Linked DNA regions of Mus musculus: all the other regions are linked to region 1. A link is a contact called in public Micro-C and promoter capture Hi-C data. All regions are on one chromosome and are shown on one strand. The core of a region is the stretch at or near the end of the contact, and the rest is flanking DNA. Distances in the headings are between cores, read along the strand shown. Region 1 holds the start of Zbtb18 (zinc finger and BTB domain containing 18). Region 2 holds the start of Cox20 (cytochrome c oxidase assembly protein 20). Region 3 has its middle 24 kb from the start of Gm26104.

Region 1 (4,367 bases), core at 1,176-3,675:
ACCAAAGGTAGAGTTTAAATGAAGTTGGGGTGGGGGAGGGAGGAGAGAAAATACAATTGCACCAGGGACCTTGGATATAACTCTCATAGCAGTGAGAGGTGACAGACTGGCTTCCTTAAATATTCATTTAATCTGTATATCCTGGACATACTTTTCTGTTCTCAAAATGGATACTAGTTATGGCTCACAGGGAAAACAGCCCCAAAATAGAGCAAGCCATATTTATGACTTTCGACCCACCAGTGTCTTCTGTCTGTCTCTGGGACTGTTAGCTCTGCTAGCAGGTACACTGTGTAAAACCGTTGTTAGAGCTGTGATTTCGTTCTGGATGCCATAAAACTGAGTCTAAGTTTTGATGGATAATCTGAATCCCAGTTTTCTTACAAATTTATGATTTGATATCCTGACATTAGCAGGTACTTTATATCTATTTATCAAGAGGTTTGTTAACCCCTTATTGTTAGCTTTTAATTGGTGAAACATGGCTTTATAAATATAAACATCTTTTTCCTTTTATCCTCTTGAATTCTCCATGAAACATATAGATTTCTTTTTATGTTTCTTTCTTTTTCTTTCTTTTTTTTTTTTTTTTAAGTATTTCATTCATCTAGAATACTGGTAGGCACATGAGGTGGCTCAAGCCTTTAATCCCAGCCCTTGGGAGGCAGAGGCTGGCAGATCTGTGTGAGTTCAAGGCCAGCTTAGTCTACATGTGAGTTCCAGAACAGTAAGGACCATCTAATGCAGAGACCCTGTCTCAAACAGCCAAATCAAACTACAACAAACACCACCTGTAAACTCCCAAAATGTCTAAACAAATTGAGAGTGGGTCTTTCTTCTGGGAAGCACGGGGGGGGGGGGGGTAAGAAATTCGGGTTGAATCTGAGGATGCCCCTGAGGCCCGCCCTCCCCCCCCCGCCCTCCCCCCCCCCCCCCGCCCCCATCCATCATGAGGATTTAAGAGATTTGAGGAAAGAGTAGAAACCATTACTGTTTCCAACAGAATATCAAAGTTTTGGGAACTTGGCGTAGTATGTGTGTTCATTAGCAATTCAATATGTCTGATTTGCCCACACAATTACTTTCAACTTCTTTACTAGTTTGTCCTGGAAGAAAGAGAAAGCAGATTTTGCTCAGCTGCAAGGTTTCCTGGTGAGTTGGTTAGCAACCAGGCTTGCCAGTCAGCGTTCACATAGCAAACAGTAAACACATTTCATTTAGACAATTACTAGTGTGTTGACTTCCTCGCTATGCACTTTTCTTATTGTCTTGAATCATTCTCTCCCCTGCTTGTTACTCAACTTTTTACTTGTGTGTTATTCTTGCCTTCCATTATCTTGAGGGCAGAAATTTTCTACATTTCCTCTTTGCTGGTTAGGCACAAAGAACAGGTAAGGAAGAAGTTTATCTGAAGGGAGAGAGGTGCAACACAAAATAAGGTCTCTCCCTTCCTTACAAAGCCGTGGCTCCTTACGCACCAATTAAGGAACAGACTAAAGCGTCTACAAGTATCAATCTCACTGGAAAGGTCTAAGACTGGTCTCGGGGCAGTGTCTTTGCTTGTCACGGAGAGTACAGACGGGACGCGGGGATCGTGAAAAGAAACGCAGCTGCAACTTGAACAGAGGACGCCGGGGAAAGGCGCCTCTCACAGCCGCTAGGAGCTTGTAGCTCGCATGCACCTGGCGACCGACTCGGCAGGCCGGAGGCGGCGCGTCCCTGAGGAGAACGGGGCCTGGGCGAGCACCGCAGGAGGGCCAGACCCAGCGGCCCCAGGCTGGCCCTGGCCAGCTGCGGCCCCGCGCGCTCGGCCTCCCCGGGACACCTGCCCCGAGAAAAAGTATACTTATGGCCGTCGCGGTGCACGCGGACTCGCTCGCTCCACACCCCCAGAGCGCGCTTGTCTCCAGCCGGGAAGCAGGCCCCTCCCCGCGCAGCTGTCGCCGCCGCCTGCGGGCTCCTTTCACTTTCTCACGGCCAAGTCACCCAGAGGGGAGCCACTGCCGCCGCTACTGCCGCCGCCGCCGCCGCCGCGGTCCGCGAGCTCCGCCCCTCCCCGAGAAGACCACGCCCACCCAACAGTCGCCGTCTGCGATTGGCGCGCGCAAGCGGCAGCTCCTGACCGCCACTCCTATTGGTCGAGCTGCCCCGTCAGTCCCGCCGCTTCTCCGCCCTCCCGGAACACCGCGCTTCTACTGGGCGCCACCGAGGCCGGGGGCGGGCCAGAGACCGGGGCCCGCCGCTTTCGCTCAATCGCTGAGCGGCCGGCAAGGGGCGGCCCGGTCGGGCGGGGCCACATCTGGGCCGCGCCGCCGCGTGCGTGCGTGTGCGTCGTCCGCCCCCCGCCCGCGCCCCGCCCGCCCCGCCCCCCGGCCCGGCGCCGCGCTCGCCCGCCCGCCCGCCCGCTCCCGCCCGTGCGTCTGGCAGGCTGCGGCCGCCGCTGGGCTGCTGCCATGGGGAGCCGTTGAAAGAGTGGGGCCCTGTGGCTCGGCCGCGCGCCTCAGGCTGCCAGCGCGGGCGGGGGGCGGCGGGGGCGCGCGGGGCCCGGGCCGGGGCCGGCGGGCGGGCGGGGGCCGGCGGAGGACGCCCACAAGTCCAGCGGCGGCGGCGGCGGCAGAGGAGGAGGAGGAGGAGGACGCGGCGGGGACGCGGCGACTCGGGCCGCTCCGTGTGAGTCCCCGCGCCCGCCCTGCCCCGCTGCCGACCGTGGGCTCCCGCCGGGCGGAGTTAGTTAGTGTGGCGGAGGGCAGGCGGTGCGGGCTCGCCTCGCCTCGCCTGGCCGCGCTCCCCGGCCGGTGCAGCTGCGGCGCGGGGCGGACTCGGTGCAGCTGCGGCGGCGCCTCCCGGTGCGGAGGGCGGGCGGGCGGGCGGGGGAGGGGGCCGGGCCGCCGCAGCTGCAGCGCCCGGGACGGCCGCGGCTCCGGGGCCGGTGCAGCTGCAGGGCCGGGGGAGGGGGAGGGCGCGGCGCCCGGGTTGCGGTTGCCGGGAGGCCCCGGGGGCTGGCGCGCGGCGGCGGCGACGGGGGAGCGGTCGCCGCGCCGCTTCTTGCGACTTTTCTTTTGTTGTTGCCGCGACCGGGGTCTGTTTTCTCGGCCGTTGTGGAAGGTGCTTTCCTGCTGCACCGGCTCTCTGCCCTGCACCTTCTTCCCCGTGGTTTCACCCTTCCTCTTTCCCTGAAGTGCTTTATGCACCGCGAACTGCGGGAAGATTTGCATCTCCTCTCCCACCCCTGAACCTCACACACACACCCGGGGCACCCTGCCCCCACCTCTGAAAAACAAACCCCCTAACCTCACAGAACCTCCGAGGGTCCGCGGTAGCGGTGGACGGGTCGATCCGTGGAGTGGATGTCTTCGGGCCATTGCGGTGCTTGGGACTCATTAAACTGTCACTCACCCCCACCACCACCCCACTGGGTAAACTGGGTGATTAATGTCGGATATAGTGGAATGGGGCGAGGGCATCTGTGGAAAAGAGGGTGTGTGTGTGGCAGGGAAGTAATGTGTCTATCTGCACAGAGTGCCTCCCGAACGAGTTCAGAATTGTGTCATTCACCGCGAAGTTAGAGAAAGTTAGGTTTGTGACTCGTGAGCGAGAGCAGAACACAGTTGGGGTTTTGTTCTCTAGCTCCCTGCCTCTGTTTTCTAAGCGAGCCTAAGTGGTTGTCGCCTGGGTTGGGACGCTTGTGCCTCAGGCCCCAACTTCTTTTTTCTACTCTCCAACCTCCCAAGGGTCGGTGGAGATGTGTCTGATATTCATAGATGTCGCAGCACCTTGCAGGGCACCCAGCGACCCAGCCCCGGTTACATTAACATTACATCAGCCATTAGAAAAGATCCACAAACTGTAGCCAAAAAAAGTTCCCAAAGTCTACACTTGGCCTCCCAACCCTCCTGGTGATCACAACCCCTTTCCCCAAAGTTATAGAGACCAAGGGCAAGACAAAAGTGACTTTTCTGAGCAGGAAGACAAGCTGTGTGGTCAAACAACCATTCTAAGTGACTGTAGCAGGTTTTGTCAGTTTATTAATTTGCCTCATTGAACTAAAATACTTTCCAGTATTTCAGAAGTGCAGTTTGAGTTTGTTGATGCTGAAAGTGGAAATTTGCACTAACGGTGGCAGTGTGAACTATTTTCCTGAGAGGTAGATCCAGATAAATTGCTTAGGTAAGAGTAAAACAATAAGGTGAACCACGCTGAAGTAATAGTTCTTAATAAGTCTGCCAACATTTCGGAGATGTCTGCCATTATCTCCGCAGGGGAAGGGGGAAAAACATGCTGTAATAATGTTGAAATGGGACTAGAGATGTCAAATGGGTTGGTTTAAAAATATCCCTAAGCTGCCTTTGAAACTAGACGTTGGAGTT
Region 2 (4,367 bases), core at 557-3,056, 880 kb after region 1:
ATCTATCCTTGTGACTGTCCTTCTGGAATGTATAAACAGAACACTAACTTCCACCAATCCCAAAGACTGAGAATGTCATCAGATGAAATCTAAGGCCAATAGCCAGAGACATTCCATAAACTGAAGTGTCTTATCTCTTTTGTTACCATATAAAACTCATAAGACTGTAACACTTTTATGTTGAATATGGTTTGGGGGCAGTTTGAATCCTGTCCTTGGGTCATGATCATTTACATTTTACTACAGAATAAACTCTATTCTCTTCAAAGTCGTTTTCTTTCATCCACACCTTCAGGGAGAAGGAGAAGGGTGAGCTTGTTACTTTTCATTATTAACTGTTAAAAGACAAAACTGAAAAATATTCTATTTTCGTTAAATTAAGAAACTTTATCGAATCCATGACATTTTTCAAACAAGTGAAATGGACTCCAACTCAGTATACTCTAGCAACGTCTCAGTCACAAGTAAAACGGTAACGCCATTTCCTCGGTATTTTTCCCGTTACGTCCTTTATACCGCAATTAGGAATGCAAAAGAATTCCTCTCTCCTTTATGGAATATTACAACCTTAAATATTACCTTCCAGACAAAAATTCAAAGCCTGGCTAGCCAAGAATTTCAGTAGAGTATCCCAAACTGTCAAGATAACAGTTCCTTTTCTAGTCCTAGTAATATTAGAGCATTATACACTTTGTAACTGTTCAGCTTCCTTAAAAACAAAAAACAACTTACTACGCATAAAGAGAAATATAAATCACTTTTACCCCCTGGGATTGGCGAAAAGCAGTTAATGAGCATGAAGAATAAGACAGTAAGCAGTCCGCATGGTAATTAAGATGAGACCCTCCCAGCTAACACTGACGGGCAAGTAGCGTGCAGCACGTTACATGAAAGGCGGCATGACTCTGCACAATGACAGGCCGGGACATTTTCCGGGGAAGGGCCGTTTGGAACGGAAGAGGCCAAATCGGGAAATAGGTAAACAAAGAAAGGCAAAAGGCCGGGGCCAGGACATTAACCCGAAAACGGAGTCGCCATCGCCTGCTGAACTGGCTGACACTTGGACCCAAACGACCCACGGTCTGGGTTTCTACCCGCTATGTCACCGTCGCGTCACCCACGGCCTCCCTCCCGAAGGAAGGCACTTGCCGCCTGACGCATGCCCCCTAGGTAGCGGCCGCCTCCATTTTGTCCTGAGTCTCCTCCACGCGAGCGGCGCGCTATTTTTAACCTAAATCTGCGGGCCGGAGGGGGAGGGGCGTGGGCCTGGCGGGCGCTGGAAGGCCGCCGCGAGGGACCGAGGCGGGGGTGCGGGAGGTTGTCAAGGTCACCAAAGCTAGGACAAAGGACAAGCTGGGAACGAGGCCCGCGGAAACAGCGCCAGGCGACTTCCGGCAGTGCGGGGGCCGTCAAACCCGGACTCCCGCCCTCTAAGAGGACAAAGCGGCGCGCGACGCGCGGCCCCGGCTCCGCCCTCAGCGCCCAGCACGGGGACGCGCACAACGGTTGAAATGGCGGTTAAGGCGGAGGAGGGGCTGAGGGAAGCGAGTTTCTCGGTGCTCCTTGACTCGGGCCACCCTGCCTGCGAGACAGGAACCGGTGGCGCTTCTCTAGGTTGCCACCACTCGCGTTCCTCATGGTCGGTTGCGGGTTGGAAAACAGTGTGGCCGGTTCCATGGAACAAAGGAGTGTGCCAGGGCGGGCTTCCGGACAGCCCCAGGAACGCTCCCTAAGATGGCCGCCGCCGCGCGGGGATGGGGTGGGCGGAGCCCGTGTTGCTCCCGTCGCGGGCCTGGGCGGGGCGATGGAGAGGACTGGTGCCCATGGCGGCCGCCCCGGAGCCCCACGAGACGGAGAAAAAGGTAATGTTCGCCATGGGGCAAGGGGGGGTGGGGGGAGGTGTGCAGTGCGCAGGCCGCGACCCGGTTTCCTAGACCCATCCCATAGCCGCGAGGTATATCAGCGATCTAGTCCTCATATCCCGGATATATCTAAATTGCCAGTTAAACTAGTGAAGAGCAGGCCTGCAGGGTCAGAAAACGGAGACTAATCCAAAACTAGCATTGGATTTGGTAGAAAGGGCTAATAAAGGGGAAATGAAAACTCTGGAGAGCTGGGCGTGATGGTGCATGCCAGTAATCTCCACTTTGAGGGCTGAGGCAGGGGTGAGTTCTGGGCCAGCAAGTGAATCAGTCCTTTTCCTTGCACAACACAGGAGCGCACACTCACAGGTAAGGTATAGATTTGTTAGTTCAATGTGAGAACTGCAGTTTGACCTCTTATTAAAAAAGACGAAATCTCCACTCTGCATGAAGCCGACATCCTACTGGGGTAACGGGACAGTCGAATTTCATCCATTTAAGCCAGCCGGGATAAAACTGCAGTTTGGCCATGAACTGCTAGGCCTGATAGAATGGCTACAGGAAGGTGTCCCAAGTGGAGACTAATTAAGCCATGGTCAAGTGTCTAAAGATGTCTTTTGTTAAACAACTAAAACACTACCTATCAAATGAAAACTTGCTAGCACAAGTAAGGTCAAATGTAGTGTTTGCTTCATAGCTCATCTAGACTTGCTGAAATTGAACAGTGGGTTTGACAAAAAGACTCTGCTCTGAAAAATAAAGCCATGAAGGCTTGGGATGGGCACACCTTTTAACCAGGCACTTAGGAGGCAGTGAGTTCCAGGATAGCCAGGGCTACAAAGTAAACCTAAAACCTGTCTCAGAAAAGATTTTGGAAGCAAGAGAAACTACTTGAAAATACTTTGATACTTTGGTCGGTTTGCAAAACCGACTAAGACCAAATAAGCAGATGAATAGTCTCACAAACAGGGAGTCGAATAAATGGTATTCAGCTGATAACAGGTCACAAATGTTAAATCCGTAAAAGGAGGGGACACTGCTACTGGAACGTTGCTACTGCCAAATCCCCAGGCCAGTGGAACAGCAAGCCAATTACTGTAAATGTTTTCTCAAGATTCCCGGTGAGATGGAATCTAAGTGTATCTTTGCCTAAACAGTGGCCATGAGCGTGTGGGTACTCAAGTAAAATCAGGAGCATCTAGTTAATATAGTCTTGCAAGGCAACAGAAAAATGGTAGTATTAGGACTTAAGATGTGGAAGCAAGCGCAATCCTCAGAAGGTAAAGGTGCTTATTTACCACCTCTGTTCAAGTCTCTGGAGCTCTTGTGGCAGCCCAAGTCAGACACCCACAGATATAACTTACAGAATTTAAAATCCTTTCAAATTTAAAATCCTTTCAAATGAAAGGATTACAAAGCAGTCCTTTGGGGGGGGAGACTGGTTGAGTACAATACAAAACTGGCTTTTAGGACCACTGATGAGCTTGCCACAGGAAGCTTGAAAGATTTAATGCCAACCAGGTCTCCTTTTGCAATGACACACTTAATGGAAAAGGATGGACAGTCAACTTGAATCCTAGTTTTCTCTTGAACTGGAGTTATGAAACCACCATGTAGGTGATAGGATAAGCAAGGAATCTCTCACAAGAAACCCAATTTTAAGCTATCTGAACTAGGCAAGAATACAGGTGGTAGGTACATAGGTACAACTGGTTTCACTAACGCTACCAGAATGTCTCCATGTTCATCATGTACTGGATGCTAGTTGGCATAGGAGTAATTTCCAGAGATGGTGTGAACTCCCCAGTAGACCTGTAGTTTCTTATTTGAGAGTTTGATGATGAGAACAGCCCACAATGATTGATTGGGTGTATGATTAAAAACAAGAGAAGCAAGTCATCAGTGAAAGAACAATTTTACTTTAATGAAAGCCAGGTTACACACGTTCAGGCAGATCCTTGAGCTAAGGGGAGTGCAGCTCTACCCTATCTTTAACCGAACCTAACATGTCTTTTACTCCATTCCCCACCAGTGTTACGTTTCATCTCTTATGCAGTCATCCTCTAGAAGCATTGAGTGGCATTGCAGAAAACATCTGTGCTTCCAGGGCTGGGGTACAAATAGAGAATGGCTTCTTTTCGCACATGCTCTGTCATATAAGTTATGTGTAGTCTTGCATCCTCAAGCTCAGACTGACCTCCAATTCACAGCAATGTAGTTGTGGTTCTTCTTGCTGTGGTTTCCTGATTGCTGGGATTACATTACAGTCACAAACCACCAGATGTCTAAGACTTGCATGAACAGAGTGTGAAAAATGTTTTGACCCCCATCTCTGAGCCAGTGCTGAGTGACATGTCCTTGGAAGACTGGTCACTTCATGCTAGAGGTTAATCACTGTGCTCATTATTTCAAATGCTGAAGTAAATCCTGAAGTGGCAGATTAGAACACTTTAAGTTGGCTGACTGGTAATTAAAAATTGAATAGGAACCTAACTATTTTCTTGT
Region 3 (4,367 bases), core at 824-3,323, 720 kb before region 1:
ATCAAATGCCATCCTAGAAATGTCAACAGTCACAGTACAATAGGCAGGTTTACAATGCACATCAAAACCGATTAGAATTATTGAGGTGCATTCCAGGTTACAGAGCCGCTGGCTGGTGTGAAGATCAATAAATAATTCTGGCACATGGTGAATTTAAATTACATCGCCATTTGTAACTTGGTGTTCATATGCTGATCAGATGCCAGCTACTTGATGTGGTTATAGTTTTTCCTTGCCTGTCTTAAAAGGATTAGACACTATCCCAGGAGCACCAAAGAGTATTCTGAAGAGACTTAAGAAAAAATGAGATTCAAGTCTGACCTGCATGCTTAGAAACCACTTTCAGATGTGGAGTAGACCTTGGCCTTCCTTAGCTTTGTGAAGCAACTTCTCTCTTTTGTCACTGCCTCCTCTGGGAATTTGCCTTATCTAGAGGGCAGTTAACATTAACTATCACTGAAGTCAGTGCAATTAGAGGACAAATAGTGGGGCCTCTAAAGTGACATTATTCCAAGTAAACTGAATCCCAAAGAATTAGCCTACTGTTTGGATTTTTAATTTTCCCAATGGCTCATGTAATAAAGGTTAATTCTCAGCATCTCACTGTTGGCAGATTGTGGCAGATCCGAGTGTGAAGTCTTTATATCACTGGGAATGTATCCTCAAAGGCTGTGGGGCTCCCTCTCTTTTGTTTCCTGGATATGAAGTAACTGGTCCTGTTCTCACCTTTTTGTCTTGGTGTGTGACCAACCGACTGCAAGAGCAAAAGCTACAGGACCGACCAGACCTGGGTTAGAATCTCAAAGCTATGTACCTAAATAAACCTTTCCTCTACTTGAATTTATTAGTGTCCTGGGTACTTTGTTTGAGTGACAGATAGTTAACTAGAACAAGTTTCATAAAAAAAAAAAAGCCAAGTATGATAGATCAAATGACAGTTTTAATTCAATCAGGAAGGTTATCATTTAGAGGACTCCTATAAAAAATACTTTTGTAAAGCTGAAAATTCGCCTGTAGTATGTGTGTTAAGTATACATTACACTAAGTACAAATTAAATAAGAATGCTCAGAACATGGTTTTGGATGCAGAATTAATTTGGATTTGCTCCAATGCTTGTTGATAGCTCGGTCATATCTCTGAATAGTCAGTCTCCATATTCTCCCAGTGCAGGCAACTGACAACTGAATTCTCTCAGCACCTGCTTCATGCCTTGAACTTTTTGTTTGTCGAATGGATGAACATCTTGAGGGTACATTAAACAATATAAAAGCAATTTATATTGTTTAATACATAAGCCAAGGGATGTATGCCTTTCTTTGGTACCAAGAGGCAATTTTAAATGAAAATATGCATCAGCTTTTGAAAAGGTTTAACCATGTTTAAGAATGACGGGTCTTCTGGTGGTAAGTGACATTACCCTGAATTTTCTAGGACAGCTAACATTTATCCCATACATTGTCAGAGAGACCAGCACACTGTGTAGAACAGAGAGAGAAGAGAAACACAGGCAGTGGCCAGCCTACTCAGGAACTGTCAACAGTATTAGTCAAGGGCTAGATCAGAACCTCATTATTGTGAAACCTGCCGGAGAAAACAGAAACAAGAACACAATCCACGACTTTGGATACATTTGGAGCACCTGTTATGGGCCAGCCCATAAATCATTCACAATCTATGTCCTGTTGAGGCTCACATTCCAGTCAAGAAAAGAAGCAAAGGCATAGCTGATCAAGGTGAAGCCTCCTGAGATAATCTGCATAACAATGCCAGGACTTGGGAGGGAAAGGGAAGCTTATCCCAGAGAGCAGAACTGGAGAAGCTCGGATTAGGAAGCAGTCATTGCGTAGACCTTGCTGTCTCTACTGTCCCTAGGGTCCTTTTACCATGTTTGTAACCCATTCTTGCTTGCACGTTTCTACTTCTTGTGTTCCATGTGTCTGACTTTTTGGAACACTGTCCTCAGTTGGCAGGAGCTGCATGTTTGGCCAGCAAATGTCATAAGGGGAGGACCTGGAGGCTTATGTGCCCCACCCTCACCACTGGCAGCTCTTAAGCAACAACTAACTAGGAAGAAGAGCTCAGAGTCCAGATGCTCGCCCCAGGGTTGGGGCAACCGAGTCCCCTGCCCCATGAGGGTGACTCAGCTTCTGAGCCACCTTTTGCTGGGTCCCTTTCCTTTCCCTCTCCCAGTTCCTTCCAAAAGGGCAACATAAACCCCATTTCTCTCCATTTAAGGACCAGGCCTGATTTCAAAAAGGGCCCTAAGGCACTAGCTTCAGGAATAGGCCATAGGTCTCAGAAACTAAGTCATAAGACACCAGCTCTAGGAACAGACCATAAAATCCAGAACAAGATCATAAAACCCAAAGAACTGCCTGGGGATAACCACAAAAATGAGGAAACATCTCAGAATGCACTGGGTGGTCCTATTTCATCGCATGGTTAAATGTTCAAGACTGGAATGCGGACCACACCTGTGACTCCCTAGCAACCATCAATGAAATTTCAGATTACCTAATCTTTCTAGACAGTTCCACCAGTTCCCTAAAGAAGGCCTGCGTGCTTTTGCCTGGGGTCGCCATTTTAGAGAATGACTAACTCCACTCGGGCGCGCACACAGGCACGCAGGCACGCACGCGCGCGCGCGCGCGCGCACGCACGCACACACACACACACACACACACACACACACACACACACACACACGCACGCACGTGCGCACGCTGGTTTCTGCAGAATAAATGCTCTTGGTCTTTGCATGCTATCTGAGTCTGGGGTCTTCCCTCGGCGACTTTCTGACCTTACAGTCCCCTGTTCATTGGTTTCTCACAAACACAGTTCTAACCTACAAGTATGCTTCCAGGCCACTGGGCTGGAATGCATGGATACATTTTTTTCTTGTTACTTCTCTCCCGCACCCTACCCCCTTTGCCCCCCAGGAGAAGATGGTGTTCTAGTAATAATAAAGAATGGGCATCAAAGTTCAAAGCCAGGTGGCCTGTGGCCTGGGCTGAGCTGGGGATTTAGATAGGACAAGAATGATAAGCAGGGGACTGGGGGATATAGTTCAGATGGTCAACTGCTTTCTTAGCAAGGTCTCAGTTCAGTCCGCAGTGCTGTTAAACTGGTCATGACTGCACACAGCTATGATGCCAGTACTGGGAGAAGCAAGGTTAGGAAGCAAGTCTGTGAGAAACCAGTGAACAAAGGAACTAGGCAAGGGAGAGGAAAGGGGCCCGGCTAAAGAGAGAGGGTCTTGAATTCAAGGTCATCTCCAGCTACACACTGTGAATGTGGGTGCAGTGAAACCAGCAGACTAGACCACGCTGTGGGAAGAAGGGAAGGTTTATGGAGGACCGAACTGCCAGGCTGTCTCTTAAAGGCAGAGAGAACAGCAAATGGCATGAAAAACCTTGCCAGTTTTAAGGGGACAGGTAGCAGTGTGTGTGGGGTCCGGGGATATGCAGGTTAGAACAGCCTGATTGGGGCGGGGGGCTTTGATTTGTTGCAGGCTTGTTTTCATTAACCAGGGACCAATGACCTCTTGAAGCAGTTGGCTAAGGAGGGGTTGGGAGGAGGACTAGGCAAGTATTGGCTTTTCCCGACAAACAGAAAACTACTTCCAAGACTTCTGAGAGTTTAGGATTTTTGTTTACCCCCTAACAATCCTTCGTTTATCCAGTCAGAGGCAGGCTGAGCTGAGCCCAGGTTGTCATTTAGGACATTGTCAGTGGCACCGCCATTTGGGAGCCTGCTTTGGACCCAACACACAGTGAATTGCAGGTCAGTCTGGGCTACATGAGACAGCAGAGAGAAGAGATAGATAGATAGATAGATAGATAGATAGATAGATAGATAGATAGGATAGGTAAAATAATCTTATTTTATTTTATCAAGATACCATCTCAGCATAATGCTGTCTGGGCAGCTCAGCTGGCATAATATTTAGGTATAGTTTACTTCAAAGACCACCACTCTTCATATATCTTTTTAAATATACATGTGCATGTCTGTATAATCTGTGTGTCTCTGTGTGTGTGTGTGTGTGAGTGTCTGTGTCTTCCTGTGTATATATAAATGTTTTACATATACACTGAGGAAAACCATGAAGGCCCTTGAAGACAGACTTGGGTACTGAAAGGCCAATCTGCCCCTGATGAGCTCACTAAGCACGACTCAAGAACCTATCACAGCAAAGTTCATTCTAAAGTACATCTGATACCCTGTCCTAATTTTTAATCCACCCCAGTTAGTTTTAAACTTTACTACATAGATCATGAAAAATAAATGCCCGGAATCGTTAGTCAATAAGGAAACAAAGGAAAGCCAAGACAGCTTTAGAAAAAATAGAGTCCACAACAACATA

The links. Promoter capture Hi-C pulls out the DNA fragments that hold promoters and counts their contacts. Hi-C and Micro-C count contacts between places; a contact is called where the count stands out from the background.
Region 2: a contact with region 1 is called in a Micro-C map of embryonic stem cells, with 13 times the contacts expected there. The contact joins the promoter of Cox20 here to the promoter of Zbtb18 in region 1. A contact is called at or near these places in 2 of 39 promoter capture datasets (erythroid cells and liver), 3 of 484 Hi-C or Micro-C datasets (embryonic stem cells, erythroblasts and uterus) and 1 of 115 datasets of contacts at active chromatin or transcription factors (astrocytes).
Region 3: a promoter capture Hi-C map of embryonic stem cells shows a contact between it and region 1, with 3 times the contacts expected there. The contact joins the enhancer-like site here to the promoter of Zbtb18 in region 1. A contact is called at or near these places in 13 of 39 promoter capture datasets (the 3T3-L1 cell line, 3T3-L1-derived adipocytes, the C10 cell line and 8 more), 1 of 484 Hi-C or Micro-C datasets (adipose-derived mesenchymal stem cells), 4 of 115 datasets of contacts at active chromatin or transcription factors (the 230-238 cell line, astrocytes, large pre-B cells and 1 more) and 2 of 9 other capture datasets (adipose tissue and macrophages).

The regions. Positions count from the first base shown.
Region 1 is chr1:177,439,926-177,444,292 of GRCm38.p6, forward strand. Zbtb18 (zinc finger and BTB domain containing 18) reads left to right here and starts at 2,426. Exons shown (of 2, transcript NM_001355099.1): 1 at 2,426-2,670.
Region 2 is chr1:178,317,347-178,321,713 of GRCm38.p6, forward strand. Cox20 (cytochrome c oxidase assembly protein 20) reads left to right here and starts at 1,807. Exons shown (of 4, transcript NM_025511.2): 1 at 1,807-1,862. The coding sequence starts at 1,824. It also overlaps a transcript of Hnrnpu not described here.
Region 3 is chr1:176,722,493-176,726,859 of GRCm38.p6, forward strand. No RefSeq gene overlaps it. Among named protein-coding and RNA genes, the nearest start is that of Gm26104, 24 kb to the left of the region's middle. Within about 2 kb of position 2,074, at least 28 of the 459 cell types and tissues checked have an H3K27ac peak or open chromatin away from gene starts, as enhancers often do. A contact at or near this core is called in embryonic stem cells, liver and trophoblast stem cells, where this site is marked.